3 separate regions of the Sus scrofa genome follow, and regions 1 and 2 are each linked to region 3. Evidence: chromatin contacts called from public Hi-C data. All regions are on one chromosome and are shown on one strand. Each heading gives the region's core, a stretch centred on a gene start, on an enhancer-like site or on the middle of the called end of the contact. The rest is flanking DNA. Distances are from core to core; before and after follow the strand shown. Region 1 overlaps LOC110260374 (a long non-coding RNA gene). Region 2 holds the start of TRMT13 (tRNA:m(4)X modification enzyme TRM13 homolog). Region 3 holds the start of MFSD14A (hippocampus abundant transcript 1 protein).

The links. Hi-C and Micro-C count contacts between places; a contact is called where the count stands out from the background.
Region 1: a Hi-C map of liver shows a contact between it and region 3, with 4 times the contacts expected there. The contact joins the enhancer-like site here to the promoter of MFSD14A in region 3. A contact is called at or near these places in 2 of 5 promoter capture datasets (fetal liver and liver), 12 of 47 Hi-C or Micro-C datasets (alveolar macrophages, fetal liver, heart right ventricle and 4 more) and 1 of 2 datasets of contacts at active chromatin or transcription factors (skeletal muscle).
Region 2: a contact with region 3 is called in a Hi-C map of skeletal muscle, with 6 times the contacts expected there. The contact joins the promoter of TRMT13 here to the promoter of MFSD14A in region 3. A contact is called at or near these places in 2 of 5 promoter capture datasets (fetal liver and liver), 13 of 47 Hi-C or Micro-C datasets (alveolar macrophages, brain, fetal liver and 8 more) and 2 of 2 datasets of contacts at active chromatin or transcription factors (alveolar macrophages and skeletal muscle).

The regions. Positions count from the first base shown.
Region 1 is chr4:118,161,264-118,163,963 of Sscrofa11.1, forward strand. All of the region lies in intron 1 of LOC110260374 (a long non-coding RNA gene), which reads right to left. Among named protein-coding and RNA genes, the nearest start is that of SLC35A3, 37 kb to the left of the region's middle. Within about 2 kb of position 1,443, at least 8 of the 83 cell types and tissues checked have an H3K27ac peak or open chromatin away from gene starts, as enhancers often do. A contact at or near this core is called in fetal liver and liver, where this site is marked.
Region 2 is chr4:117,984,285-117,986,984 of Sscrofa11.1, forward strand. It overlaps TRMT13 (tRNA:m(4)X modification enzyme TRM13 homolog), which reads right to left and starts at 1,349. Exons shown (of 10, transcript XR_002343574.1): 1 at 1,098-1,349. It overlaps SASS6 (spindle assembly abnormal protein 6 homolog), which reads left to right and starts at 1,315. Exons shown (of 17, transcript XM_021090148.1): 1 at 1,315-1,651. The coding sequence starts at 1,335.
Region 3 is chr4:118,088,993-118,091,692 of Sscrofa11.1, forward strand. MFSD14A (hippocampus abundant transcript 1 protein) reads right to left here and starts at 1,382. Exons shown (of 13, transcript XM_013997351.2): 1 at 1,143-1,382. The coding sequence starts at 1,226.

The sequences.
Region 1 (2,700 bases), core at 193-2,692, 72 kb after region 3:
GGGGGGTCTTTTCTAGGGCTACTCCCGGGGCATATGGAGGTTCCCAGGCTAGGGGGTCTAATTGGAGCTGTAGCCGCCGGCCTACACCACAGCCACAGCAACTAAGGATCCAAGTCGCACATTCAGACCATAGCACCTCTCTATGAAATTCCAAGGCAAAACCACTTGTTGAGATATTCTGATCCGCTCTCCCTAAGATTTGAATAAAATCTGTATCCTCAAAAAAAATTTTTTTTTTTAAAGAGAAACTGGTCCATGTAAATGCTTTTCATGTTTTTTCTTCAAATGTTTACTTTTGAGAAAGAGTGTGGGGAAAATGTAATTATAATGTATACATGTAAGGATAACCTGACCCCCTTGCTGTACAGTGGGAAAAAAAAAATGTTTACTTTTGTATTTTACATGAGCCAGTTTTATGATCAAAAAAAAAAAATCAGTATCCCTTTTTGTCCAATTTTTTCTTCTTTTTTTTCTTTTTATGGCCACAGGTGCAGCATATGGAAGTCCCAAGCTAGAGGTTGAATGGGAGCTACAGCTTCTAGCCTACTCCACAGCCTCAGTCACGTGGGTTCCAAGCTGAGTCGGTGACCTACACCACGGCTCACAGCAACACCACATCCTTAACCCACTGAGAAAGGCCAGGGATCAAACCTGCGTCCTCATGGATACTATTCAGGTTCTTACCAATAAGCCACAACAGGACTCCTAGTAATTGTGTTTTGTAGTGTGTCATCTTGGAAATGGCTTCTAAGATCTTTCAGTAACTTAAACTCTTAGATGAATGTTAATCTGAGTTAATTAATGGATATTCATAGATACACAGATCATTTCTAAGTAGGATAGGATACTGAAACATTAATTGCAGAACATAATTTGCAGTTTATATAATATTTATGTATTTTTTGCCTCTTTTCTCTTTTTTTTTTTTTTTTTACGACTGCACCTATGGCATATGGAAAGTGCCAGGCTAGGGGTCAAATCGGAGCTGCAGCTGCCCACCTATACCACAGCCACAGCAACTCGGATCTGAGCCTCATCTGCTCCCTACACCATTGCTCACAGCAACTCTGGATCCTTAACCCACTGAGGGAGGCCAGGGATTGAACCCACATCCTCATGGATACTAGTCAGGTTCTTAACCCACTGAGCCACAATGGGAACTCCCAGAGGCTAAATATTTGGATCTGTTAATGAATATATTCATTTATGCAGCTTTGGGATGTGAATAGCTATAAAAAGTTATGAAATGTGTGTTTATAACCTCTACTGATCTGCTAAAAATGCTAGTGTATTCAGTCACAATTACCTAACCTCCTAGTTTTCCCTGTGAAATAGAAGTGACCAGTTAAAAGATATAATCAATATATGCAAACAAGCCTCTTCTCAGAGCAAAGGTGACAGAGAGGAACTTTGTAGGCAAAGTCTGCAGGGTAGGTTTTAGTTGCGCAAAAAGAGAGCAAATTTGTGCTGACGTAAACTGGATCTTCGTTCCAGAATGAGAAGGAGGAAAGTGTAGGAAAGAATTGCATGGATAAAGAAAAATCCCCCAAAGGAAATTTTAATTACAGTGGTCAAAGCGGGCTGAAGGTTAATGGATTTACTTACGAGATTGTCAAAAGTGTTTTAGTAACAAATACACCGACGTACGATGAGACTTTAGTTTTCTCACTGTTCGGGATTACTTGCCTGCCTTCCTTAGTAAGAGGTTGTAAGAATTTTTCTTTCCTTCTGAGAAATCTGCCTATAAAACAAGGATTCTGTATCTTATCAGAACTATTTCCTGTGTTTTATATTGATTTTATATCCTTGATTGTTTGAGTACAAAGTCTTCCTACTTTTGAAAGAGCTAAGGTTCTCTGCAATCATGCTATCTCCTATGTATACTTTTAAAATATTTTATTGTCATTTTGGTTGAAGAGGTGGCCAAGTATTTTTCACAGTAACCCATGATCTTATATAAGCAAGTGTTCAAACCTCCTCACAAATTTTGATATTTTGCCTTCCAAATTCCAAATCTCAAACGATATATTTTGCATTTAAGATTGATTTCCCAGAAGGCCCTTGTAAAATCACAAAGAACTTGTTCTTTTATCCTATAAAAAAGAGAGGTTCTAGAAATAACTAGTTTTTTTGTTTTGTTTTTGCTTTTAGGGTCGCACCCATGGCATTTGGAGGGGGTCAAATCAGAGCTGTAGCTGCCAGCCTATACCACAGCTACAACAACAAGGGATCTGAGCCGTGTCTGCAACCTACACCAGCGCTCACGGCAACGCCGGATCCTTAACGCTTTGAGCGAGGCCAGGGATCGAACCTTCGTCCTCATGGATGCTAGTCAGATTCGTTTCTGCTGAGCCATGACAGGAATTTCTAGAAAGAATTAGGTTTATTTGGAGTTCCTGTTGTAGCTCAGCAGGTTATGAACCCGACCTCTGTCAGAGGGGATGTGGGTTTAATCCCTGGCCTTGCTCAGTGGGTTAAGGATCTGGCATTGCTGTGAGCTGCAGCATAGGTCACAGATGTGGCTCCTAGCCAGAGTTGCTGTGGTTGTAGCATAGGTCTTAGCTACAGCTCTGATTGTCTTCTAGCCTGGGAACTTTTATATGCTTCAGGGGCAGCCATTAAAAAAAAAAAATCTTTCTTTGAGATTATCTTTGATCAAAAGAAGAATGATCATAGAGAGAAATTTTGTTTCAAAGGAAA
Region 2 (2,700 bases), core at 99-2,598, 100 kb before region 3:
TCTGGACGTCTGGTCACGGTGAAGTGTAAGGTCTTAGAGTGAGGACAAAGGCCTCCTCCAATCATAAAGCTCATTTTTCGATCAGGGGATGTTTGCTGGTCCCCTCAAAACCAGCCAAGGCAACAGTGAGTGTACTTCAAAGAGTCCTTGTAAGTCACAAGTCACTTACATTCCAAAACAAGAATCTGCTTGTTTTAGTACACTTCACTCTACGCAAATGTCAGTCAAATCAACACATGAAGTACAGCTTTGGCTATGAGGGACAGTAGCAGATGGCAGGGCTGGAGGGGGTGTGTGTGCGCGCGCGCACGCGCATCTGTATTAGACATTGCCTAGCAGGAGAAACCATCGGACTCACAAAGAAAAGAAATGTAAATAACACCGGACATTCAGAAGACATGAAATCAGATGCTTGTCTATTTGGTTTAATTGTTCTAAAAGCTATCAAACATGCTCTTTCTATAAGCATTCTGCTCTTGCTGTTTTTAAAATTTTCTATCATATATCTCCTAAAGAAAAACACATACATAAAGATATATAGTTCGACATCACAATCATACGTTTAATGGAACAAAATCATACAGTTTCTGTTCTCAGTGTTGAGTCAATTCTTACATGTTTTTAAATCTTTCCTTCCCCTTTGCAGCAAAGTAGTTATTAGTTGCTTTCAAAAGACTGTACATCTAATTCACAAGAAGTGACTCACAATAATTCACAAGAAGTGATTATCGTTCACAAAACAATGAAAACACAATGAGTGAAACCTTGGGATCTGTCTTCTTTCTAAACCACCACTTCCCATCAGGAAGGCGGAGAGTGAGCGGAGCGCAAGAAGCGGTAGTCTGCGGTAAAACTACAATCTAGCGTTACCACGAGTTGGTATCAAGATAAACGGGTCACTGCTGGCGCTTTACTTAGTACAAGACAACACTGCACTTCACTACGGCTCATCATCGCTCCCTAGGGAGGCCAGGACTGCGTTTATCACGGGAAAAGCTGGAAACTCCAGGGGACAGAAGCAGAAATCTGTCAGAGAGGGAAAGTGCCGGACCAGGAAACTTATTTCCGACCCTCGAGAGGGTAAGGCGATACCAGACCTCCGCCGCTCCAGCGTGTTCACCACAGAACCTTTTCCCCGCTGCCACCACCATCCTGCAGAACCGCTTCTTCTTTTCCACATAGTAACCGCATCGCCCCTCTGCTGGAGAGTCAGTTCCATGCGGTGTCGGCGCAGAAGCCGCCATAATTCAGGGCTTACTTCAGGTAGCAAGCATCGATCCGGCGAAGAGAGGAAAAGTTGTTAGCGCCTCTCGGGTTCCCTTCCCTTAACAAATATGGCGGCCTCGGATCCCGCCACGCAGGAGGGTACCCGGAACGACCGCCCAGCCGTCACAAAACCGGAAGAAGCTGATGGTGGCCGGCGAGGCCCAAACCTCCTCCGTATCGTCTCTGCTTCACTTTCCCCGCCTCTTCCGCGGAAGCCGAGCGCCAAACTTAAACAGGCCCCGGAGGCCTTTCAGGCTAGTACCGCTGACCCGCCGGCCCGTTTGGGTTTTTCCGCACACCGGCCGGGGCAGGGGTTCAGCATGAGCCAGATTCTGTTCCAGCAACTCGTCCCGTTGCAGGTGAAATGTAAAGACTGCGAGGAGAGGTGAGGGCCGCGTTACTCTGTGCCCGCGGGTGGCGGTTAGGGGTCGGGCCAAGGGGGAAAGATGGCGGCTCCGGCCGGTGGGCCCCGGCCTGCGCTGGGTGTGCGGCCCATCTCCCCGGGCCGCGGAGACAGAGCTGGCTGGGACCTCGTGGTCGTTTCAAAGTCTGCCGTTGCTGGGGAGGGAAGAGTGAGGAATGGGTCGCCGACCCGCATCAGTTTTTGTGTGTGTTTTTTTTTAAGTCTTATCTCTGGATGTTGTCATGGAGATGATAGCCCATTTCTCTTTTTGACGGATAAGAAGTCTGGCTCAGAGAAATTAAGTAATTTGCGTGAGAGCTCACGAGTTCACGGCGGGCGGGCACTAGAATTCAGGCTTTGGCTCACGGCCCTTTTTCCCCCCTCTCTCCTTTGAACGCTACTGGAAGTAAATGCAAGGTTAGACTTAAAAAAAAAAAAAAAACTCTACAAATTTGTGGTGTATTGCCTCTCTTTCGTCATAGTTACTAAAAATAAATTACGTGTAATAAATTGAAAAACAATTGTTGAAAACCATATATTCATTTAGTCATTCAACAAACGTTGAACACTCTTCCTGGGCACCGGGGATACAGTGATCAGGAGAGTTCTTGTGTTGGTGGAGTTTACAGTCTGGTGAGGGTGGAAATAAAGGCCAGTATCACAGATAAATGTAAAAGTTACAACTTTGGTTAAAGAGGTGGTGCTGTTGAGGCCGAAGTAGGGAGATTTGGCAGGAGATTTCAATTTTGTCTCAAGTGCACCACTCAGTGTCAGCTGGCTCCTCTCTGAACCTTGATTTTCCTCATTAGTAAAGCTGATAAAACATGGCTACCTACATGGTTGGTTGTTAATGAGGATCAGGTGTGAAAATATATGTGAAAACTAAGTGGTGTGGAAATGTGACATTAAAAGAAATGAAGACATTGATTTGTTGAGCTGCCAGTGATGTGAAATTAGTATGTAGTTCAGAATTAGGTCCAGAATCAATTGGCAAGCCAGGGAGGAGATGGTACCAAAACCAGCAGCTGTAA
Region 3 (2,700 bases), core at 132-2,631:
TTTCTAAATTTTAGCAGACTGACTGGGACATATTCTGAAATGTCGAAAGAAAGTTGTTCTTCATTTCAAATGAATACAGCAAAGCCTCACATATTTAGCCCTGTGCTAGTAGTTGAGGGCTCCAACAAAATATAAGCAAATATGGGGGGAAAAGGAACCATTTCTGCCTATTTCTCGGAGAAGTGACATATGCATTTCACTTTTCCATTCTATTTCAGAACATGATATCAAAGAAGGCAACAAAGACTAGAGAGCGTAGCAATGGAGAATTTTCAGCATAAAAAAAGTACAGGCGCGTTATTTTCAATTAAGAGGCCTACGTCCCCTGCTGGTTAACGACACCACGATGCATAAAGTTTACTGTGACGACAACTGTTTCTAAAAAGCACAAATTTTGTCTCGCCCTCAATCGGTCTTCCAATCCTCAGGCCACAACTCCATCTAGTCTTTTTTGTTTTAAAATACACCAGGTGATTTCTGAAGCCCGGGGGTGAGGACTGGCCTGTGAAAACCAGCAGATTCAGGTCTAGGCCCAGGTGTCCTCTGTCCCGCTCCTGCTGCGGGAAGTCAGGGGGAAGCCCACCTTCCGACGGTGTTTACCGTACAGCAGGCAGCGAAGGGCAGGAGCACCGACCCAGGACCGGGAAGGAGAGAGCGAGCGCACGACCCGGCCCCGCCGGGGTCGCCGCGCCAGATGCCACCCCGTTAGCAGCATATGGGAGGGCAGGGACTGCCCCCGGCCGCGGGGCCTGGACGGCGGGGGGGAGGGGGCGGCACCAGCACCGCCCCGGCGACACGGTGGGCCGGCCGGCGACGGAGCCCGGCGTCGATCCCTGCCCGCGGAGGAGGAGCGCGGGGGGCTCGGGGCCGCAGGGCCTCCGGGGGCGACGGCGGAGAGGGCGGCAGGTGCGGGAGAGGCGAGCGGCTTCACCATCCGAGAGGACCGGCCCGGAGGCCGCAGGCCGGCGAGGAGAGGAAAGCCCCCGGAGCAGAGGCACGGGGGCCCGGGAGCCCGAGACAGCGGCACCGCGGGAGGGTAGGGAGGGCGGAGGGCACCCAGGGGCGGCCGCAGGGGGCAGCGCGGGGGCAGAGAGAGATCCGGGCCCCGCAAGACCCTCCCCGGCGCGGTACCCCCGGCTCACCGTGCCTCCGTCCTTAATGATGATCTTCTTGGCCAGCATGATACTGCGGTTCGCGGCCCGTTTCTTCTTCTTCCCCTGGGTCATTTTACCATCCTCGACTCCTGGCGCTGCTGCAGCCACTCCCGGGGCGGCCGGCCCCAGCGGCGAGTGCCGTCCCGCCACTACTGCCGGGCCGAGCCGCTCGGGGCGCCCGCCGCCATCTTGAGGGCCCGGCCTGCCTCCGGCGGCGCGTCACATCGTGCGATCGGCCGACGAGCCCGCCCCGCCCACGTGACGCCGCCCCGCCCACGTGACGCCGCTCCGCCCGCTCGGCCGCCGGGGGGCGGCGCGCGCCTATGCGATCCCGGGCGGAGCGAGCCGCTCACCAGCTCGCTGGATCCTCGCAGCCGCCCGGGCGCTGGGGCCCGCGGAAGTTCCCCGTAACGGAGGAGGAATTGGACATTTCTAAAAGTTACCTGCTCCTGGAAAGAGCCGAGAAACGGTTGCACTGGAATTTTAACCAGACGAGTAGACTCTCTGGGCCGTCCACAGCTGTGTTCTAACCGAGACCAGAGCCGAAGGAAACGGTTCAGAGTTTCCCAGAAATAAGCTGAGTTTTCATAAACAATTTTTTGTCTTTCTGGTGCTGGGGGCGGGAGCGGCCTAGAGCTCAACCGAAGCACCTTTTCTTTATTCTCCGCTGATAGAAACTTACATAACCGGAGTCCCCGTCTGGGCTCAGTGGAAATGAATCTGACAAGTATCCATGAGGACGCAGGTTCAATACCTGGCCCCACTCAGTGGGTTAAGGCTCAGCGTTGCTGTGAGCTGCCGTGTAGACCAGAAGCTACAGCGCCAATTTGACCCCTAGTCTGAAAACCTCCATACGCTGCAGGTGCGGCCCTAAAAGAGAAAAACAAAACCTTACATAACCTAAGTCACACTTTGTAGCCCGCTGCCTGTATTGTTTAACAATCAATTTTGTAGAGTTCCTATCATGGCTCAGTGGTTAATGAATCCGACTAGGAACCATGAGGTTGCGGGTTCCATCCCTGGCCTCGCTCAGTGGGTTAAGGATCCGAAATTGCCGTGGGCTGTGGTGTAGGTCGCAGACGTGGCTCGGATCCCGCGTTGCTGTGGCTGTGGTGTAGGCTGGCAGCTACAGCTCTGATTAGACTCCTACCCTGGGAACCTCCATATGCTGTGGGTGTGGCCCAAAAAAGACAAAAAAAAAAAAAAAAAGGAATGTCAGAAGGGGCCCTAAAAAGCAAAAAAAAAAAAAAAAAAAAGACTATCCTTTTCCTGAAGGAATATAAGCCTTTAGGAGAGAAGGGATGTGGAGCTTGCTACCTGCTCTGAAATAGTTAGGAAATAAGTATGTGAGGAAAGGGTAAGAGAATGATGAAGCAGAACGGAAAGATGTTGAAAAAAAAAATAGTAAATTTGGGTATGGTGGTTTTAAGATATGTTCACAAGTTGAGTGATATTCTTTTCTAGAAGAGGTGGAGTCTAATTCCTCGTGAGGGTGGGCTGGGGTTAGTGACTGTTATCTAACAGGATATGATGGAAGTGACAGCGC